Linked DNA regions of Rattus norvegicus: region 2 is linked to region 1. A link is a contact called in public Hi-C data. All regions are on one chromosome and are shown on one strand. Each heading gives the region's core, a stretch centred on a gene start, on an enhancer-like site or on the middle of the called end of the contact. The rest is flanking DNA. Distances are from core to core; before and after follow the strand shown.

What was found. A called contact is a pair of places that touch in the nucleus more often than the background predicts.
Region 2: a contact with region 1 is called in a Hi-C map of frontal cortex, with 2.0 times the contacts expected there. The contact joins two enhancer-like sites. A contact is called at or near these places in 4 of 12 Hi-C or Micro-C datasets (the A7r5 cell line, Schwann cells, frontal cortex and 1 more).

The regions. Positions count from the first base shown.
Region 1 is chr3:108,638,000-108,643,031 of GRCr8, forward strand. It overlaps Commd9 (COMM domain containing 9), which reads left to right. Exons shown (of 6, transcript NM_001033692.1): 2 at 1,035-1,160; 3 at 2,907-3,046; 4 at 4,699-4,733. Among named protein-coding and RNA genes, the nearest start is that of Commd9, 9.5 kb to the left of the region's middle. Within about 2 kb of position 3,047, at least 19 of the 93 cell types and tissues checked have an H3K27ac peak or open chromatin away from gene starts, as enhancers often do.
Region 2 is chr3:109,404,084-109,408,681 of GRCr8, forward strand. The region is part of intron 3 of Pamr1 (peptidase domain containing associated with muscle regeneration 1); the gene reads left to right. Among named protein-coding and RNA genes, the nearest start is that of Slc1a2, 54 kb to the right of the region's middle. Within about 2 kb of position 2,173, at least 42 of the 93 cell types and tissues checked have an H3K27ac peak or open chromatin away from gene starts, as enhancers often do.

The sequences.
Region 1 (5,032 bases), core at 1,797-4,296:
CTTGTTTTAGCTGGCTTTTTCCAACACTGCTAAGATAGAGAGTAGGGGTGTCTTGTCACCTTGACACAAGCACAAACTAAATAGAGTCATCTCGAAAGACTGAACCCCAATTGAGAAAATGCCTCTATCCGATTGGCCTGTAGGCAAGACTGTAGGACATTCTCTTGATTGATGACTGATGTGGGAGGGCCTGCCCCCTGAGACTTGGTACCACTCCTGGGCACTTGGTTGTGAAGTTATGTAAGAAATCAGAAAGCAGGCTGAGCAAGCCAGTAAGCCTTGCTCCTCTGTGGCCTTGCTTCAGTTTCTTCTTCCAGGTTCCTGCCTTGGCTTCCCACTGACTGTGGACTATAACCTGTAAGCCAAATTAACATTTCCCTCCCCATGTTGGTTTTGGTCAGTCTTTATCACAGTAAGAGAAACCAGAATGCTACCTCATGAATTCCACTGGAAGTGGAAGTCCAGATTCCTAGAATAGTGTGACTTGTTACAGGCCGGTAGGATTGCAGATCCCAGCTCCCTGTCCATCCTTCCTGGGCACCGCCCTTGCAGAGTTGTTTGGGATGCTGTGCCATTGCATCACCGGGCTTGCTGCTCAGAGGCGCTTCCTCTCAGCCACTGCTGGTCCTCATGATGTGTGTCCATAGTTTCGTATGTGATCGTTGGTTTGGGCTGAAGTAGAGTAGTTATTGTCTAAAAGTTTTGTGTCTGAGGAGGCTGCCCCTCTAGGGCAAGGTCTGGGATCAGTGAGGCACCCAAGAACCTCAGTACCCATCTTCTTCCCTGGTCCTTATGCTAGCAAGTCAGGGTTGTCTCCCCCCATGCACAGTCAGGTTTGTTTTCCAGAAGTGCCCAGGGATATTGGCTGATGTCAACAGGAAGGATATGGAAAGGCTCATCCATCTTCCCAGAAACACAAGTGCCCTTCCTGTAGGCTGTCAGCATTAAGAAACTCTCAAAAGTGTCATAAAGTAACCAACACAAATGTTTGCAGACTATAACTGTGTGCTTACCGCCTGTAAATTAACTCCCAGGCCTCCTCAAAAGATGTCGTCAGACAGCTGTGCCAAGAAAGCTTCTCCAGTTCAGCCCTTCACTCAAAAACACTCCTGGATAACACATGTTCCAGCTTGTCTGTGACCCAGGAGGAGGCAGAGCAAGTAAGTGTGGCGAGAAGAGCCCTGAGCCGCAGCCCTGACCACTTGCTAACCCCTTTCTTCACTCCCCATCGGGCGAACGTCCAAAGACCTTTTCTCCTTACACATCTGTTGACACTGTGGCAAACTGCAGACAGATTTTTGAAAATATTAATGAACTCTGAGGCCTTTGACTTTGAGCCTTTCCTTATGACACATAAGCCTCCTTATGAGAAATATAACCAGAGTTCTAGGTGTCGTTCATTTCAGACGTATTGCCTAGGAGTGTGTAAAAAACCGGCCTTCTGTGACCTTTCTGCACAGCATGTGACGTGGGGGTACTGATGAGTGTCAGCTGGACGGCCGACGGCTGAGGCCCTGAGGCCTGAGTGGCTAGAGAGTACCCACTGCTGGGCTCAATCAGCCTCCCTCAGGGATGCTGTGTTCCCCATAATCCTCTCTTCCCTCAGCCCCTGCACATCTTCTGCTCAGCTCATATGATTTTCATCAGACAGCTAAGAGGAGGCTAGAGTGCCTCAAGCTAAGTTTTCTGGTTTGTCCATCCAGGCACATGCTTAGCTGGGTATCTTTATCCAAATGGTGCCATTACTGTCATTAGTTTTCTTTAATGTCGAGCTTTCTTCGTGGAAATCAACTATAGGAAAGTAAAAGGCAGAAGTAAGATCGTAGACATAGTTTGGATATCCTTAAAATAAAGCCAGGACTTTGGGTACAGGTGTGTGATTCTAGAAAAACAGAGGAAGGAGTGGGGAACTGTGGAGAATGGAGACAAGGCCATTACCGTGCATGCTGATGAGATGGTCACTGCTGAGCGTCAACTCCCACCCCGACCACTGCAGGCTTCACTTCTCTTTGCTTCTGGGTTGTGTCCATTCATAGTCAGACAGCCTCCGTGCTATCAGATAAAGCTGCAGAGTGGAAAAAAGTCACCTCCACAGAGCTTTTTTGGGTTCAGCTAAGCATCGTTAAGTTCGTCAGTGAACTCTAAGCTCCATTCTGCTGCAGATCTACGAGGACATGGGATGTTTGCTGGGAGTGTAGCTCACTGATAGAGTGCTGGCGGAAGCCCTGGCCTTGCTGTGCGGTGCCTACAAGGGTATAAGGTGGGAGACACATGGAGGCAGGCTCCAAGACTCGTCTTCACAGAGGGAGTCACACCACTGGGCAGGAACTTTCTCCTTGATCTTCTGGGTGACAGCTTAAGGATAAGGACGTGAGATGCCTTCCACCCTAGATGGAAGCCCACACTCCAGGGACCGGTATCTCCTCACAACCCAATCAGCACAGGTCCAAGGAGGGTGCAGCCTCACTCAGGGAAGTGCACCCCAGTGTTTACACAGTCCTCTTGGGCCAGAGGCTTTGGGCCACTGCAGGGTTGCCTAGTAACCTAGCTGGCTTTCCACTTCTCTCAGGTTACCAGGGAAACAGCATAACAGAGTTAAGTGGAGGTCAGGTTCTGCTGCAGAAGACAAAAAGATACATTATCCCTTTGCCCACAACTAACAAGTTTCTGACGAGCTGATGGCTTCCTATGTCAGGGAGCTATCTCTGTCTTCTAAAAGGACCAGTGAACTAGCAGAGTCAAATTGGGTGTCAGTATGTGCTACAGCGGCCCCCACACTGCAGTGAACCCATTCACGTGACTGTGGTCATGTCCCGGCCCCCCCCCCCCGGGATGAGTGTGCAGAGCTCCACCCTACCCCCCTGCTCCTGCCCTTCAGCTGCGGGGCTGCCCCTTCTGTCCCACAGCTGCTCCAGGCTCTGCACCACTTCACTAGGCTGGTGGCCTTCCGTGACCTGTCCTCTGCTGAGGCGATTCTGGCTCTCTTTCCGGAAAATTTCCACCAGAACCTCAAAAACCTGCTGACAAAAATCATCCTGGAGCACATGTAAGTGGGTGTTTTTGAGAGTCCCTTCAAACTTTCACAATTCTCGTTATTACTGTTGTAGAAATAATGTGAGTTTGTGGTTGAGAGTGCACACTGTGTATGATGAATGCTGAGAGCACATACGTATGGCCCTGGAACCCCACACCCAGAGGTTAGTGGCATCCACTCTTTAATGGAAGGCTCTTCATCTCTTTACTTAGTTCTGTTATTTGAGGAAGGGTCTCATGTAGCTGAGGCTGGCCTTGAACTCCCTTTCTGGCCAAGGATAACACTGAACTCAGGCTTCTTCTACCTCCACTTCCCAAGTGCTGGGCTTACAGGCATGAGCTCCCACTCCTGGCTGTTTCTCCTGCGTATATGTGGAGAAGCTGATCCTTAGGTTTTGTTTTTAACACACAGACAGAACCTTGCCATTTTAGAACTTACTTATTTTCAGCAAACAGTATTAAAATTTAATAGTTAAATGTAAAGTATATTCTAGTCCATGGAGGAATTCTGTGTCATTTTTAAATTCCTTAAGGTGAGCCATTTAAGATATTGGCAGTTTCTCCCAAAAATAATTTGTGGTAGGTAAAACCTTTTTTTTTTGTTGTTGTTGTTACATATTCAGTTATTCACTTACTGGCTTAAAGGTCATGTACATACTGGTTCCTAGTTTTGCCTTACATTGTCCAGTTGCCTCCAAAAATGTTGTTCCAACATGGTCTGTTGTTGTTGTTGTTGTTGTTGTTTATTTTTTGGTTTTGTTTGTGTGAGACTAGGTCTCCCAGTGTAGCCCAGGCTAGCCTGGCATGTGGAGCCCTTGTGGCTGCTGCTGTGATTATAGGCATGCACCACCAAACCTGGCCTCGAAGCACTGAGGTTTCTTTCCTTTTCCCAGTTCTGTGAATGGAGACGGTTTCTCATTTTAGCTTTTAAGTTTTAAAAATGGTATTAGAAATGTTGAATGTCTTTTTCCTGTGCTTACTGGTCATTTTTTGTTTCTCTTGTGAATTGTCTATATCTTCTGAGCTGGGAAAATGCTTTTCAACATGAATCTTAAGTAGAAGTGATTGTTGTCTAGGGGTCCAGCTTGAAGGGGTCCAGCAGCAGAAACTGGTAATAGTTCTTGACCAAGGACTTTGTTGTTTATTTAGGAACTCTCACACATGACCACATTTTACTCTGACTCCATGGCACCTCACTCCGACACTACTTGTGGGTGTGTTTACATAAGATGCAGTCCTCACAGTAGGTGCTCAGGGAAGGGAGAGTGAAGTGACTTTTTTGTTTTGTCTTTGAGACTAATAGCACAAGAAGCTTGCAACACATTAAGCGTTCTATTTTTCTCTAGCATTGTTTTATTACATTTCTTTATTTGGAGGGCTGCAGGGCATGCTGTAGTGGCATGGAGGTCAGAGAGCAGCTTGCAGCTCTTAGCTCTGTTTGTTGACCAGCTGGGTCCCACAGACTGAGCTGGGTCCTGTCTTAGGGCCTCTGCTGTTTTATGCCTTTATGTTTGTGGGTTTTCTTTCCCTAAGCTATCCATCACCTAACTTTTCAAAACAATGAAAAACTGCCTCTGAAGGGAGAGTTTTCTGGTAAGAGGCCACAAGCTGGGGACCCTCATTGCTCCCCCATTGTTTCTTCCCCATCTTTTCCTTTTTAAACAGATCGACTTGGAGAACTGAAGCCCAAGCAAACCAGAGTGAGTACTGCCTCTCCCTACCCTGCTCCCCAGGGCCAGCTGAGTCCTCCAGCCAAGAACTTAACTGCAGATCAAAGAGAATTATCCTAGTTCCGTGCTGTACCTTTTAAATTTCACATTATTTCACCACTATTACTACTACTACTACTACTACTACTACTACTACTACTACTACTAATGTTATGATAGGAGCAGGTTGCTAAAGAATACAGAAACACCCAAGTAGAAAGTGAAGTACTTAATGTAAATGTTGGTTAAGAGGGAGCAGAGCAGGCCAATGGGAAGGGGAGGAGGAGAAA
Region 2 (4,598 bases), core at 923-3,422, 770 kb after region 1:
AATTCATGGTGCATCAGCTTGATACTTATAAAGAGGTGAACAAAGCCATGCCCCTCCCCTTCCTAAGCTGTACTATTAAGGACGGAAATAATTCAATCAGCAGTCTTCGGAAAGTGTCAGGCTGACTGGGGTTTGAGGCCAAATCACAGCCTGGAAGGTCACTACTGGATTTCTAGTGTTCCTGATGAAGACAAGAGTCCCAATCAACTCAAAGCCTTCCCTCACCACTTACTGTGAACGATGCATTGTTCCAGATAACTTCATGCACAGTCTCATTTAGCCTCCACTACAGTCCCCATCAGAGCCATTTCATAGATAAGGACACTAATGTCAGGGAAGGGATGGAGGAGAGGAGGGATTGTTGCTTCGCTGTAAGTCAGTGGGCCAAGATATGAATGCAGAAGCTTGGCACCAGAACCAATGTCGTCTTCTCCAAAGAACTACCCCTGTAGAACAGAGGCAGCTGAGGTCATGGCTCTGAGGGTCCGTCTGAGGACCTGAAGGTGATGGTGGGATAACTGGAGTCACACAGAGGGTTCAGGCTTCTTTTCTGCCCCTGACCTAGGGCACTGGCAAATTTGCCTTCCACCATTGGGCCTTGTCTCTGCCAGCTGTGTACCTGATGGGCCTGCTGGGTCCCAGCCCATGTCATCATTTGGCTCTTATAGGATATGGAAGACAGGACAGAACCTGAGCTTCCCTGGGACTCTTACACTAAGAGAGTGTCTCTGATCCACACACGACTCCATAGAAGGAATAAAATTATTGCCACTGACAGAGCATCTCTGGGAAGCAGGTACAAGCTGACAACTTGGCCTGGAGTGAGAACTCAGTTGGTAGAGTACCTGCCTAGCACAAGTGGACCTAGGTTTGATCCCCAGTAACACACAATGAACTAGGCATTGAGATGTACCTGTGAAACGCCCTCACTTGGCAGGTAGAAACAGAAGGATCAGAAGTTCAAGGCCAGTCTCAGCCTTAGCTAAAACATTCAAAAATAGCAAAGACTACAGGAGTTTTTGTCTTAAAAAAAATCAGCTCAAATCAGTCAAACAAGGAAATAATAGAAGACATGGTGACAGGCACTGCTATGTTCATCTCCATCCATGAGAAACATGCTCAGACACCAGGGAACTCACCCAGGGATCAAGATGTTTTATGGACTGAGCCCTGTCTCTGGAGTTATCTTTGAAAGAGGAAAGATAGCATCAATGAAGAGACATTCTAATTTGTCCAAACAGTTTCTCTGAATCCTCTTTTTTCCCTATGAGGGAAGATGAAAGAAAAATAAAATCAAACCACTTCGCAGAAGTGTGTCTTGCCACCCCACCCCAAATTCCGGAGACGATGAGACTCGTGTGAATGTTGGAGGTGTTCAGTTTTGTGCAGAATCTTCCAGTTCTCTTACTAGTTTGGAAATTGAGGAAGGCTTTCTTTTAATTCTGTAAATGGAAGCAAGGTCTGTCTACCTATTCTGTTCATGTTGGACTGTAACAGAATAGGGGCCAGTCCAGGGTGTGGAAGACTTGGGGGATAGTCTGGACACACACACACACACACACACACACACACACACACACACACACATACACATACACACACAGAGGCATACACACACAGACACATAGACACATATAAACACACAGAGAGAGACAGAGAGAGACAGAGGGAGACAGAGACATACAGACACACAGAGAAACAGATCACACACATACACACACACAGACAGCGAGAGACAGAGAAAGACAGAGGGAAACAGAGACATACAGACACACAGAGAAACAGATACAGACACACACACGCACACGCACACACACACATACACACACACAGAGGCATACACACACAGACACATAGACACATATAAACACACAGAGAGAGACAGAGAGAGACAGAGGGAGACAGAGACATACAGACACACAGAGAAACAGATACAGACACACACGCACACGCACACACACACACATACACACAAGAGCATGCCTATGCACAGTAAGACATCATTAGGGAACCCAAGCAAGTCTTCTGGGCCCTGAGCCTGCTCTGGTCTTTTAACTCAGGACCACCTGCCTGGTTGGCCAGTGGCACTTCCTTGGCAGGGACTCTGGCTCTATTCACTGTTCTGTCCTGGGCAGAGAGGTGTATAAGTTTGCCTCTGCACCCAGATCAGCCAACTCCAGAGGAGAGGCAGAAGTGGGAAAGGAGCAGAGGGAGTCCCTAGTGGAGGAGGGAGTGGGGTCCCTTCTTTTCCTTTCTGCCCAGCGCCCCTTCTACAAGCACATTTCCAGAAAGTGGCCTCTTTGTCTTTGGTTGGCTGGAAACTTCCTCCTCTTGGAGACAAACAGTCCCTCCCCTTCAGAGTAAGAGGCAACAGCAGGCTGAGGAGTCCAGCCCCTGCATATGCTCTGCAATTCTGGCTACCTCTGGAGGACAGCTCTAGGGCAGGCGTAAGTGGTACAGCCTACCCTGGGTGGGACTGGGGGCTCCAAGCCCTCCAGAGTCTGCAGGAAACACTAGAGCTTCCTAGCTTCACCAAGGAGACCAGGATGGGGAGGGCCCACAGACACAGGCTGTCTGATTCCAGCTTCTACAAGGAGGAAAGGATGCAACTGGAGACCGGCTGGCAGCCCTCAAGCTGCTTCTAACTTGGGGCTCCCAGCAGGAGATTTGTAGGGGAGCTGCGACTTAACACCTTGCAGGCTAGGAAGCTGCCAGGCTCTAGCGGGCTGAGGCTGTGCAGGGAAGCTTCTTTTTTTGTCTCTCACACCCAGGGGAGCACGTAGCACTTCCTTTGCTTTGCAACAGATGGGCAGATGTGGGCGAGAGAAAAAGTGAGGTGTGCAGGAAGAATGTGTGCTTCCGGTGGGAGACACTTCACGTGAGGTACTCTGGAAGAGGAGGAAAGGGCTTTCTGCTTCCTGAGGCAGTGAGGGAGGCTTAGATCAGAAAGTCCCTAAGGGAGAACAATGTCTCATTCAAGACTAGACAGATCCACATTCAAACCCCTGCTCTGGCACCCAATAGCACCTGCTGATTTTCACTGATTTTCCTGTTGCCCCTTCCATGCGTAATCTGTCTGAAGTCTCACAAACCATACAGCCTGAGTACTACTTTATTCACATGGGATTGAGGTTGACTGAGGTTTGAGAGGTGAAGTAACCTGTCCAAAGCTGCACAGCTAATGACACTGAAGCTGAGCCTCAAAGGACAGTTGGACTTTGACACTTCTGTCCTCACTCAGAGCCCTGCAGTATCCTTTGTTGGCCATCAGAGCTTGGGACATTACCCCCTTATCTTTGGTATTCAGCACCTATGCAATGGGAGGATGAATATTATTTCCTAGGTTTATCATGAGAGTTAAATGAAATAAGCCTGGTATAGCTTTAAACCAGAGCCTAACTTATAGTAGTATAATCCATCTGTCCATCCTTCCTTCCTTCCTTCCTTCCTTCCTTCCTTCCTTCCTTCCTTCCTTCCTTCCTTCCTCAACGAACATTCCAGGTACTATTCTACCAAAATAGGTAAGGAAAAAAGATCCAAAAATTTCAACTTTGTGACGTGTGTTATAAAGAAAACAAAACATGATTAAGTTAGACTATAGAATGGGGGGGGCAAGCATTTCCATGGATAACTGAAAGGAGGCTTCTAGTTGTCAATGGAAGGGAGATTATGAGCTTCTTAGGTTGAACTTGAAGCAGGCTCAAGGTCTTGCATTCAGAAGGTTGGTGTGGCTGGAGCAGAATGGGCAGGCAGATGGCTGGGATTAAGAGGTGGCGTCATACAGTCAACAAGGCAAGGCTGTGGACTAGTTGTGTGACTTTCCCTGGGGAGATGTGAGCAAATGTCTGTCCACTCCAGATAGGGCATAGATAAGTCAGTGAGTTTGCCTGGGTTACTGTCAGGAGGAGTACATATGTGGAATTATTTATAGGAACGTGGATGACTGACTCAATGACAGCTGCATCATAAAAATAAAACCAAAATTAAGTATAAAATAAATAAAATTCTTAGAATAGCCAACCACGTGCTGCACAAATTATAGGCAGCTTCACCCATCAGAGAGTCTCTTCTACTCGGGAATTCTTAGTACATTTAACATTGGAGAGGGGCCTTGTAAATTTCTGGAGCATCCTCAGCCTTGTAAGTTTCATTAGCTTCTTGCATCGCACATGCTTCCTTTTCTTCATTAGTCTTATCATCCTCCACTTTTTCTACACGGGATGTTTCAATGCTATACAACACATGGGAAGATGCTCACTCTTGGTGAGCTTAAATTGAGTGAAACAATCTGAGGTTTTACTATTATTATTCATTTAAGATAATAAGGGCAGGTCTGGCAGCTATCTGGAGAATAGAATGCTGGGTGTCAAGGTTGTATGCAGGACAACTTGGGAGAGCCTGGACCTTCACAGGAGTCCACCACTTTTCATGGTGGAGCAAGGTAGTGCTACACATCTCAGTGAAGAGACAAATTAGACATCTTAGTCATTCACTAAAGCCTTGGGCCTCACCATTGTCAAAAGTAGGGTGTATGCTCTTTCCCTAAGACTGCATCCATATTTCTACTGTCTGTCATATGACCATGGATGATACCTACT